Regions from separate parts of the Xenopus laevis genome. Here region 2 is linked to region 1. Evidence: chromatin contacts called from public Hi-C data. All regions are on one chromosome and are shown on one strand. The core of a region is the stretch at or near the end of the contact, and the rest is flanking DNA. Distances in the headings are between cores, read along the strand shown. Region 1 holds the start of tent5a.S (terminal nucleotidyltransferase 5A). Region 2 overlaps bckdhb.S (branched chain keto acid dehydrogenase E1, beta polypeptide S homeolog).

What was found. A called contact is a pair of places that touch in the nucleus more often than the background predicts.
Region 2: a contact with region 1 is called in a Hi-C map of the XL177 cell line, with 5 times the contacts expected there. The contact joins the enhancer-like site here to the promoter of tent5a.S in region 1. A contact is called at or near these places in 2 of 4 Hi-C or Micro-C datasets (the XL177 cell line and the XTC cell line).

Annotation. Positions count from the first base shown.
Region 1 is chr5S:76,032,320-76,038,387 of Xenopus_laevis_v10.1, forward strand. tent5a.S (terminal nucleotidyltransferase 5A) reads left to right here and starts at 3,848. Exons shown (of 2, transcript XM_018265472.2): 1 at 3,848-4,549; 2 at 5,887-6,068. The coding sequence starts at 4,121. LOC121394251 (a long non-coding RNA gene) reads right to left here and starts at 4,328. Exons shown (of 3, transcript XR_005961586.1): 1 at 4,234-4,328.
Region 2 is chr5S:76,494,445-76,500,847 of Xenopus_laevis_v10.1, forward strand. All of the region lies in intron 3 of bckdhb.S (branched chain keto acid dehydrogenase E1, beta polypeptide S homeolog), which reads right to left. Among protein-coding and RNA genes, the nearest start is that of bckdhb.S, 10 kb to the right of the region's middle. Within about 2 kb of position 3,552, at least 1 of the 7 cell types and tissues checked has an H3K27ac peak or open chromatin away from gene starts, as enhancers often do.

The DNA.
Region 1 (6,068 bases), core at 2,598-5,097:
GCTTTCCGGATAACAGATCTTCCGTAATTTGGATCTTTACCTTACGTTTCTACCTTACGTCTACTAGAAAATCATGTAAACATAGGCATTAATTACAAGATATAATTAATCCAATAAGGATTAATTATATCTTAATTTGGATCAAGTACAAGGTACTGTTTTGTTATTACAGAGAAAAAGAAACTAATTGTTAAAAAATCTTAATAAAATGGAGTCTCTGGGAGGCCTTCCTGTAATTCAGATCTTTCTTGATAATGGGTTTCCGGATAACGGATCCCATACCTATACTCTGTCTTTAGCAAAACACTTAACCAGCTACATCATTTTGCCAAAAGATTCCCATAAAGTACAAAATGATCCCTTAACAACAACAAAGAAGTTGAAGTATTTTTCCAGGAACACTTTTGACCTCACTTACAATCCAACCATGCTTCTAGCTGTGCCAAACACTGATGGTAACTGAAGAAAATGGGTTAATAGGGCTTTTTGATTGGTGACATTAACATTAATTTGAGTGACCATTAAAGAATTCGGAAGATTGTGTTGTTACTGCTGAAGAATGGGTCAGACAAATCTGGGTGACTCCAGAGAAATCCCGGAGTACTGACTCAAATATATGGTACAATGTAGCGGGCTGGCCGGCCGGGTTGCCTAGGGTTGCCTGGTAGGCTTGGCCCGGCCCTGAGGGGCAGTGATGGACTGGCCCACCGGGAGACCAGGAAAAGTCCCGGTGGGCCCAGGTGTCAGTGGGCCCTCATGCTGCTAAACATTTAGCCTATTTCATGGTTATTCCTTATTTCTATGAGAAAAAGAGGTTAAATAGATGGAATAATTGATTATAGTATGTAAAGAAAAGAGACTAGGGGAATAGAGGTTGAGTGAGGAGATGAAGAATAATAGTACTGAGAGTGGGCCCTGGGCTAAGGTTTTTTGATGGGCCCCTGGTCTAAGGTTTTTGGGTGGGCCCCTGGTGTCCCAGTCCAACACTGCTGAGGGGGATTATAGTATGAAACTCAGCTCAGATCAGGATATCTTCCAGTTGTAAAAGGGACATCTGCCATTGACTTCTACATGAACTTGGCAGGTTTGAGATGGAGTATTTTTTATTTAGATTTTTAGCAGCCTCAGGGTTTAATAAAACAATGAACAATTCAAGTTTTTTTACCTACAAAAAAATGGTGTTTTCCCTTTTAAAACTCCGACCAGAAAAATTCGGACTTTAGCAAATAACCCCCCTAAAGTACAAATATCAAAAGAAGTTATTATGATACACTGTACATGCACGTGTTATAAATCTGATGTAGGTGCCACATTAATATTCTCAACATGTATTTTAAGCATAACAACATCCACTAATAGTAGGAGAACTCACAAAGGTAGAGTCATGGCCCAGGTGCTCCTGCCCCGGACCCTCAGCTCAGGGGAGTGGACAATCCATATGGAATGTGAAAAAGGCTTAGGGCACTCTAGAAAGCCACATATGGATCAGACCAAAAAACATAATTTAAAAAGTAGAATAAATCTTTATCTAAACAATCATCTTGAGCCTTATTCGTTTCGTGTCCCTAAGACACTTAATCATAGGCATGCACATTAATATTGCCATAGACTATTGCTTTATTTGAGCCCCATACTGTATAACTACCTATATTCAGTACCCATTGGTACTCAAACTATGGAATGAATAAGGATAACCTATGCATCACTGCCTAGGCAATAGAAAAAAAAAACAGAACATAAAGGCTCACAAATATGGTATATTTCCCCTTAAATGCAGCATTACAGACTACATTACTTTGCTTTAAAGTAAACCATATTTTTTGTATCAAAATTCTCAAAAGTCACAATATCAATACTAATATTTTTCTTTTTTCATGTTGTTGTCAGCAAATTGTTGTTGTATCTGTTACACTGTGAAAATCCTAATTCAACACCCAATGTACACAATATCATCTTAATACCTTGTTTGTACTGCGAGTAGGCATGGCTTAGGTAAATGCAGACAAGGCTTGTGAAATGCTTAGTGAAGGATCCAGCCTGTCTTTTTTTATCCTGTCTGATCTTTTCTGTATTTAATTGCAGTGGGGGAATTGGATAGTCCCGGAGCTGCTCAGACACCAAGACTGCATGTGTGCCTCTTTCTTTCAAAAACAAATATAGACCTAAATGCCTACTTGAGCTGCTTTTCTACTGTAACATCTGTGAAAGGAGAGGAATAGCTCATTTATAAATTTCTTAGAATATCTCTTCCTCAATTTCATTTAACTCCTGAAAGGTACAACATCCGAAATGAACACAGAAGAGGGTCTGTGCTGGAAACCCACCCTTCCATCTGGCTGTTTTACATGAAACGGTTGATAGGGGGCACTCTTGTCTCGCCGCTGAACTCAATGCGCCCCAGGGCGAGGAGCCAGATACATTTCATGCTATTGCTTGGCTCTGTCAGAACCGTGTGAGAGCGGGATTGCAAATGATCATCCATAATTCATTATCTATTCCCTTTCCGGAGATTAAAAAGATAAAACAGCAGCTTTCTACGCAAGCAAAGCGTTGAACTTTAACAAAGTGCCAGAAGTCATGCACATGCTGTTTTGCCTGCCTGTAAATCTGCCTAGTATTTGGCAGAATATGAATTTCTGTAAGCATTAGGGTTGCCACCTTTTCTGGAAAAAATATAATTATATATTTATCTTTTTTCCTCTATTAATAACATTGAGATCAACCATCATTTTTACAGGCCAGGCCCGTAAAATACCGGCCAGGTGGCAAACAGTAGCCCTATGCAAAACATATACAGACAACCTGTTCTTCCTTTAAATCGCAGGTCAATGGAAACATGACACTTCCCACTGTTCATCAGCCCTGGCCAGAGTTATAGCAAAGGGGTCCCTGGTACGGAAGGAAATCTGGGGTGTATGTTGCATAAATCATGTCTGTCCAGAGTGCAGCAGCTGTTGCTGAACTATACCTATATCAACACCTGCCAGCATCCGGCTTTCACTGAGACGCAGGTCAGAAATCCCTGCAATATATATATACTGAATTTAGAAGCACATTAAACAGGTTAAAATCCTCCTCCGTGTTTATAGTTCTAATAAAACAGCTTCTCCCTGCTATTGTCTACGCGCCGCAGAGTTCACGAAAAAAGCGACTGACTCCGACACCCACCCTCATCCCTCATGGATCGCTCTAGTGTCATGGATCGCTCTAGTGTGTCACAGCTTGAGTCACATTTGCGTAATCGCATTCTGATTGGACGGCGCCGGTTGCCAATCACATTTTAGTGGCATATCCCCGAGAGCTCTGGAAGCTTGCAGGCGTCTCTACCTGAACTTCTGTCTGATTATTATGTGACATGGGGGAAGCCCTGGGTCCAACTAACAGCTCAGGGGTGGGGGGGTCTGGGGGGGTCATCCCTGTTTTTCTGAATGAGTGGGAGACTGGAGGCTGCACTTATGTTGGGGGAGGAAGATGACACAGTGTTCCAAGGCTTATATAAAGTATAATACCAACAGCCTTCCGGCCCAGCGGCAGCCCAGACGTTGAGTTGGAAGTACCCAAGTGGCACCTCAGTAAATTCAATGAAAAGTTTGGACCCCCATCATACACCAAGGAGTGGGCTATGCCTTCGCTATATATTTCTAACGCCAATACCTAAAGTCTTTTCGACTGGAAGACCGAAAGCTACATTGTTCCATGGCAGCTTTGACCATATGTCCCACAGTCCCATGCGGGTTTCAGTACCTCAAAAGCAGGGTTGGCTGGATTACCCAGTCTGCATTAGGGGAGAACAGCTCGGGCACATAGCTCCGCTGAGGGGCGGGACGTGTATGAGGGGGCGGGGCCGGGTGACACTCGCAGACATAGAGCCCGTGTATATAAAGTAGAGAGAGGAAAAAAATCGCAGGCAGAATTAGTGTTGTAGAGCGGAGCTGCGGAAGGAGCATTGAGTACATGGCACTGGGAGTAGGAAGTAGCACCGAGGAAAGCCATTGCGCAGCAAATTAGTGGGGCTTTAGGAGCTGTTTGTAGACTGCGCATTAGTGCTTTCCCGGGCTTAGAGAGACTAACTGGCCATAAGCTGCCCCTCTGCTGCGATTTGGCAAAGGTGTAGGGAACCATGGCAGACGAAGAGCTCTCCGACCAGAGCGGGATAAGCACGGGCAACTGCGATAGCGCCAACTGTAATGTTCTGAGCTGGGAGCAAGTGCAGCGGCTGGACGCTATCCTTACCGAAACTATTCCCATCCACGGCCGCGGCAACTTCCCGACCCTGGAGATGAAGCCCAGTCAGATCGTGAAGGTGGTGCGGAGCCGCCTGGAGGACAAGGGGATACGAGTCAGGGATGTTCGGCTGAACGGCTCGGCGGCCAGTCACATTCTGCACGAGGACAGCGGCTTGGGCTATAAGGACCTGGACCTCATCTTCTGCACCGACCTCACAGGGGAGGCCGAGTTCCACACTGTCAAGGATGTAGTGCTGGACTGCTTGCTGGACTTCTTACCTGAAGGGGTTAACAAGGAAAAGATCTCGCCCCTCACCCTAAAGGTACAAAAAGTATTCTGTGCAGAGTGTGTGTGTGTGTGTATGTGGGGGGGGGGGTGTATTTTAAAGGGAAATGTCCTCAGTTTCGAAATGGCATTTACTATACTCCCATTTATTATTAACATTATTATTATATTCGTTGGAGCTGCCACACTGCCGCCTCTTCTGAGACACAATTAATCCTTTACCACTGACTTTAGTGAAACCGAGCTCTCAGATGTCACAGAAAGCATAGAAGGACTGCTAGCAATCACAGTACACTTAAACAGCCAAGCATTGGCTCCAATCCAGCAATCTGGTTGCTAGGGTCCAAATTACACTAGCAACCATGCACTGATTTGACTATGACACTAGAATATGAATAGGAGAGGGCCTGAATAGAAGGGCATGTAATAAAAAGTAGCAATAATGCATTTGTAGCCTTGCAGAGCATTTCATTTTTAGATGGGGTCACTGACCCCCATTTAAAGTTGGGAAGAATCAGAAGAAAAAAGTTAATCGTTTAAAACCTATAAAAAATAAATAATAAAGACCAATTGACAAGTTGTTTAGGTCATTCTATAACATACTGTAAGCCATCTTAAAGGTGAACCCCCCCCTTTTAGCTGTAAAAGAGGCCCCGGGGGAATGTGCCCTATACCTGCCCATTCATGTCTAAATTGCTGTATGCTTACTGTGTCTGGTATACAACTCCAAGGAGGATTCTTGCATTTTACCAACAGATGGAGAGCTACAGATATATATATATCCAGACGCCATATTTTATCAGGGTAGAATATTGCTTATAGAAGCGGAAGAGACTTTTTCCATTAGTGAAATTGTGACTGAGAAAAAAATGTTCATTTGCCATAGCTTTTCTGCACTCCTGCTGTGCACTTTAATTAATGTGCGTGCAGCCAGAGGGCCCTGTGGCGTAGCACCTAACTAAAGCTCTACTACAGACTATAGAAAATTAATTTTACCCTCTCCGTGCCAGGAAGATCCAAATCAACTTCCATAGCACCCAAGTTCAGAGGGTTTTGGGTAATTTATATTCTTTAACCTGCAGTGATAGTGAGTGAGGATATACATATTAAGAACATTTTTGACACTCAAATAGTTTAACAAGTGTCATTTAAGTAGACCTACAGGAATACATATAAATAGTTTTGTCTTCTTAAATCCTTTTGTTTCTGCTTTAAGGGTATAAATGTTTCACAGTGCAGTGCTGTGGCTTTGTTTACCACAGTTTTTTTTTTCCTTCCAGTGGTTTGCAGTTCATGTTAAGAAACAAGGATTGTTTGTCTGTCTGGTTCTCACTTCACTTTTGTGATGGTTTTGTCTTATATTTCACATTGCAGGAGGCATACGTGCAGAAAATGGTAAAAGTCTGCAATGACTCCGATCGATGGAGTCTTATCTCCTTATCCAACAACCATGGCAAAAATGTGGAACTCAAGTTTGTGGATTCTTTGCGGAGGCAATTTGAATTCAGCGTTGATTCCTTTCAGATTAAACTGGATTCTCTTTTGCTGTTTTATGA
Region 2 (6,403 bases), core at 2,302-4,801, 460 kb after region 1:
ATTCGTGTGACCTCACTTCCTATATACATCTTTAAAAGTTTGTAACTAGAATGTATGCTTTAGGGCAGGGGCACACGGGAGGGGATCAATCAATACTCAGCAGAACACAATAATGATAAAAACAAATTTAAAAAAAATTCTAAATTTAGTGGAATATTCTTCCCCCTTTATACATAAAAAACACAACAAGAGAGGTCTAAAGCTCCCAGAATTTTAATACTGTTTCAATTACATGCTAAACACAATTTAAGCTTCTGCAGTAGAGAGCCTTCATGCCTGCGGCAAAAGAACAGCTGAAATCCGGCATGTACACAGTCTTCAAGCTATCTCTTGACTACAGGTGAATACACGAGGCCAGGATACATGAAACCATCTGCGTCATCAATAGAGGAAGGCTGTGTAGTGCTGTCAATTTCAATTAACCTGCTTATGTTGATAAATTGTTTCAGCTCTAGCAACTGCAATTGCTGGGGCCTCCTAACCTGCAGAGAAAATAGCTTGCTGAATAAAAGTTTATAGCTTAGAAAAGATTTGTAGAGATTTGTACTCGGTCTCCCCCCCCCCTGCTCAGAAGCCCCTAGGCAGCGAGCAGAGCAGGTTGGAAAGTGGGCGCGATCAACCAAGGACCCCAGAAAGACGAGCAGCCACGTGTGCTGCTGCCTGCACGACTCCTCACCTACTTCTTCCATCGATGCCCCCCGACCCGGATCAGCGATCTGGCGACTCCCTCCAGCTCCTCCAATCTTCATGGACAAAATCTGCAGCCTGCACACGCCGAGTTAGTGTAACACAGAGACATTTTTTTTTTTTTGGGGGGGGGGGGATCAGGATGGTTTCACACAACATACAATTTGCCTAGTGTATACATACTTACACAATTTTATAGCTTTGTTTTATTTTTCTTACTGCATCAGGTGTTGTTTTGCATGATTTTGGTGCATTTTTTAGCCAATGCATTGCATGTTTAGCAATTTTATTGCATTTTCAGCATTGCACAGGTGTTTGCTTATTTCTAAAATATTCAAACTTTGATTGTGACTGCTGATTACACTAGGCGAAAAAAAGAAAAGCAATAATTTTTGTGGTTTTATTTTAGTGATTTCATACCATTTCGCTCTGTTCTTTGTTACTTCATTTTGCCCATGGAAATTTTGTCTGTTATGTATCTATTTGGGGGTCTCTGTGTGCGACATAGTTTGGTAAATATATGCATATTGGGCATCAACCTGTTTAGTAGACCCCCGTCGTTCATATTTAGGATGCCCTTTGCTGGTCGTTACGAAATGTGAGGTATATAATGGCGTAAAATGCAAGCTTTGACGATTTTCAGAAATTTCATAAAAACCGTTATGTTTAGCATAGATTCGCAGTTTGGTAAGATAGAAGTAGAAAGATGTAAATACCTGTTTTAGATGTCAGATCGGAAAATATATGGTATAGCAAGGTCTCACATACTGTACACTATATCTCTCTATCTACACACACACACACACACTAATAATAATAAAGTAATACATTACATTTGCACATTGCGGTCTAATTGCCAGGCATTACTATGTAATACAGAGTTTTAATCTAACTTGGTATAAATTTTGGTAGTAGAGTTCTGGCATAAAACAAACATCGACTTAAAACCAATAGTTACTAATACAGAGAATACTACACCATTTCTTTCCCTGTGATAACAGATTGTAGGTGCACAATAAAAACCTGATATGTATCTAAAATATGTGAATAAATCTTGTCTGTTGTCCAAGTTGCAATGCAAATAGAAAAATAGTACAGATGTGGGCTATTTTACCTTTAAACCTCCTCTTCCAGACTCCATTTTATCAAATAATTAAAATTCAGGGAAAAAAACAAAAAAACAAAACAGTACCTTGTTCTTGATCAAAAGTATCATCCTTATTGGAATTAAAAAAAAAAAATAAGCCCATTTGGTTAATTTAATGTTTACATGATTTTCTACTAAAGATCCAAATTACAGAAAGATCCATTATCCAGAAAACCTTGTCCCATAGCTGTAGTATTTCCTTCTAAATATTATGCACAGGAAGATGAATAAAGTGATAATGGAAAAAAAAATGAAATATAGATACATCTAAATAGGTAGGTAAACCCACACTGAGAAATCTGTCTTTAAATGCCTCTAGAGAAGCACAAGGCAATTAATACAATAGTTCTATGCATTGTTAGTAAGTAACTTTAGAATGGGGAATATGCTTGATCGTTTACACATCTTTCAACTTTCGGTTTTTCCTTGTCTGAGGCAATATTTTGGGTATGACTGCCACCTGGCGATAATAAAAATTATAACAGTGAAATACAATTAAGTTTCAGAAGAATTTCATCTGAACACAGATTTAATACATTGTTGCATTAGGGACAAAATGTTCTTGTAAGTTTATTTCTCATGTACATGTATAAATGTAAAATCCTTTAACCAGCATAAAAACATTTGTATGCCAATTTTAATATTCTTAAAAGGCAGACAAACAATGCATACATTCCAAATTAAGACTTTCCAGAGTTAAGTCTAGAGCACATTTTAGTTTCGGGCTCTCAGCACAAAACAGACTATGAAACAAAATTATTAAAGATCGACTACTGCTTAATGATATTTTTACCCATTTGAGTACAAAGCCTACATGGAATAAACATCCTTGAAAGTCTGTTTTATTAATTATCATAGTCTGCTATCATAGATTCTGCGAATACTGCATAAACCATGGGAGCCCAAGTGTGAGAGCAATATCGAAGCAGCCGCACCTAGATCCAAACGAAGAGTACTACCACCTCAGATGTTCCACTGTAATGGAAACTGATGGATTGTGGTAAATCTTATTTATTCAAAACATTAATATTGGGAAGTACCCAAATTAATGATCTAATTTTACTCAATAGTTTAACTTGGAAATTGAAGCTACTCCATCTGTGACCCTTGCCTAATGTTGTAATCACAGAAAATGTGGCTTTGGTTATTTCTTTAGCTACATATTGCAAAAATGGAAATTGAAAATAAAAAATTAAACTGAAGCTTTGAAAATAAAACTTGCCAGACGGATTTAAACATTCTGTACAGTTTATAAAATCATCAAGTTACACTTCACTATTCCCCTCCTAACTATCGGTCTCTCTTAGGGCTCTTACAGATTAGCATTCCACCTGTGTTTAGTGCTTACATGCGTCATTATAAGGACAGGCCGATAAAGAGGAATTGCCTGCGTCTCTATCTGTGCTCCCCTTCGGTTTAACAGATAAAGAGGGAGCGCAGGGGAGCCAACCAATCAGTAAGAGCCCTAAATGCATATTTATTGATAAACAGCACTATCACCAGTGGCACACCAGGAATTTTTTTTATGCTTGTAAAGAAATAGCAGTGCACAGACGAGATGCTTGTGCGAGTTAATTTTCTTAGCCCTATATCAGACCCATACTGCATTGTACCAGAAGTAGTGGCACTCCGGTGCCAAAACTTCACAAAAGTGGAATAAAGCTGCTGGAACCACAGGTGAGGGATCAAGGCAGCACTTTTGCTGGGCACCCAGTTGGGTTACCCGCGGAGTGCTCGCACAGCCAGGGAAGAGGGGACTTTTTGACTGAAACACGACCACTTTGCAGGTATTCCGCGGGTACACGACCCATTGTAAGACAGACACACCAACTGGCCTTTTCTACGCTTGTATTTCCACATATGTGGAGAAAACATTTACCAATATGCCTCTGACTTAATAAATTGTTTAGAGTGGCAAAAGGAACACCCACCAATTACATATCATTGCATAAAGAGAGACAGACTAGTTTTTATTCACCTTTTACCATTCATGCCAGCACAGTAAAGAATTTTATTTATTTAGAAAGTTTCTTGTAGGAGTTATATGAAGTTTAAATTAAATTACAATTTTCACAATAATTAACTTTAAAGCTAAACTGAAGAAATCAAATGGTACAGGCAAATATTAAATTGTGGGTCATGTTTCCAGTGTAACTATGAATTTATGTGAACAGCAGATTGGATCAAGAAAACATTCAAGAAATATCTATTCTCAGATAATAGGGTTAACTATTGAACAAACCATGGAGTCAGCACTGCTGTCCCTGCCCTACATCAACACAAACTAGTATCCCAAATACTAGCAGCCACACACTGGGTCATAGCCCTACATTGGTTGGCTCCCTCCCTTCCTATCATACTTGTTATCAATAGACAAATTTATCCAGCCCATACACTATTTATCAGCCCTCTTGGAGGACAAACTCGATCTCCATACATCTATCTGGTCATTGTGGTAAAAATGTCTTACTAATCTGCCATAGGAATGATAACATTCATAATGTAACTGATCGAACTACGCATTGATTTAAATTTGATTTTATTTTGTATATATTTTATGTACTTTTCATTTACTTCTTTATTTACCTTTTATGATTCTATTAATTTGTTGTTATATACTTATAAATACCATAAATAAAGAGTTATAAAAACAAAATAAGCTATTGGGACTGGCAAACAGTTTTAGGACTATAACGCAGTTACTTGTTAAATGAGCTCATGCATATCTGTGCACTGCCGTAACTGTAAACAAACATAAAAAAAACAGATCTTTGGAAGACACAGCTAATTTAAAAAGATGATCAGGATTTGATATCTTATTTGTAAACATATGGTTTAAAACGGGGGGGGGGGTCTGTATCCAAGAAATCATGGATTTAACTTATTCAGGGTGGTCCTCTGAGCACATTTGCAACATTAATGTTCTATTTTTGGACAGTATTAATTTAAGACTGCTAATACCAGATCACCTTAACCTGAATTTAGTAGTCTATAAACTAAAAAGGACATATGAAAATATTATACAGCTAACACCATTCTGTCTTGCAAGCAGCCTGCAGCTGGTTATTAGTCAGTACTATGTAGACCTTACTATAATTAAGCATCTATAAAGCTCCAACTGCAGCATTGTACTATGTAGAAATACCTTACTATAATTAAGCATCTATAAAGCTCCAACTGCAGCATTGTACTTCATAATAGTATATACATAAAAACATACAGCTGACATGAAAAAAAAAAAAAAAAAAAGGGGAGGTTAAGGGATCATTATCCGGATTTGTGGAGAGGCCACCAAGGCCCGGGCCTAGGGCAGCAGGATTTTTAGGGGACGGCATGCTGTCCAACCACACCCACATTGGTTCAGAAACACTGAGAAGGTGCAGGAGATACGATAGTTTTTAAAATCTCCTGTACACCAATCCCCATTTTTCTGGTAAGGATGATGAAAATTTGATAGAAAAAAAAAAAAAAAAAAAGAGGGGACGGGGTGCTTGCTATGTAAATCCAGCTCTGATTATTTTATGCAATTTTTTTCTCATGTTTATGTAGGGATACAGAGGGTTAATTCCCCTCTGAAATTCTTAAGCACATGATGGAATTCCCCTTCTTGTGTAGCTACAGGGTCTCAGAGTTTTGGCAGGAGCCCTTGTGCTGGTGCAGCATGGCAGACACCAGAGGGTGTCACTAGGTGTCGCTGCTGCACCATTTTTCTATAAATAGGAGAGCCATGTGCTCACACAGCCATTATTGCTGATTCCAACTTACTGAGGAGAGAGTGATTTTGTGCTGGCAAGATGTAGGCTAAAGTGCAGTTCGATAGGCCTGCCGAACCTGAGGCAGGGTACTCCAATGCCTGGTAGCTCAACCATGCGGGTTTAGAGCTTGGATGCCTTTTTGTGGGCTTGCGCTATGGAGAGTGCTGGGAGCTATGTCTGAAGGATACAGCAAGCTGCATGTGCTTCACTAAATGGTTTTTTATATCGCTGTGGATGCCTGCTCCAGCTCTGGATGAGCCTACCAATCTGAGTGAATCCCCAGGGTGAGTTGGGCCCAAGGAAGGGTAGAAAAACAGAGGTCTCAGCATGTCTTCCGTTTGTGACACAGGTATTTTGTGTGCCTGCCACATGGGAGCCAATATCTTGTCCATTGAGAAAGGTATTTGGGACAGGTAGCGCTACCTGAGGACTATGATATTCTTTTGGGGAAAAGGGACTAAGACTCTTTGTCTGCCAAAGGAGTTGCAGGACTTTGCCTGGTACGGAAGGCCAGGATTTGAACTGCATGCATTCCCAGGGTAGTGGGTAAATTAATATGTAAATGTATTTTACTTTCTCTTACATAAAGTTATTTGTTACACAGTACATTATGTGTTTGAATGTTTTCCTAATGGGGCCACCTGCAGGTGTATTCCCGGATCCCATTAGGTGGAGGCACTGCCATGAGAGGTATTGCCTGGTACCCTTTCACTTAGCAAAGGGAACTCAGGACCTGCATTGGTAAGAAAAATGTGATGTATAACCTTTGGCACAGGGGGGGTGGCCAAAACGTGTTACATCTACACAAACAAAC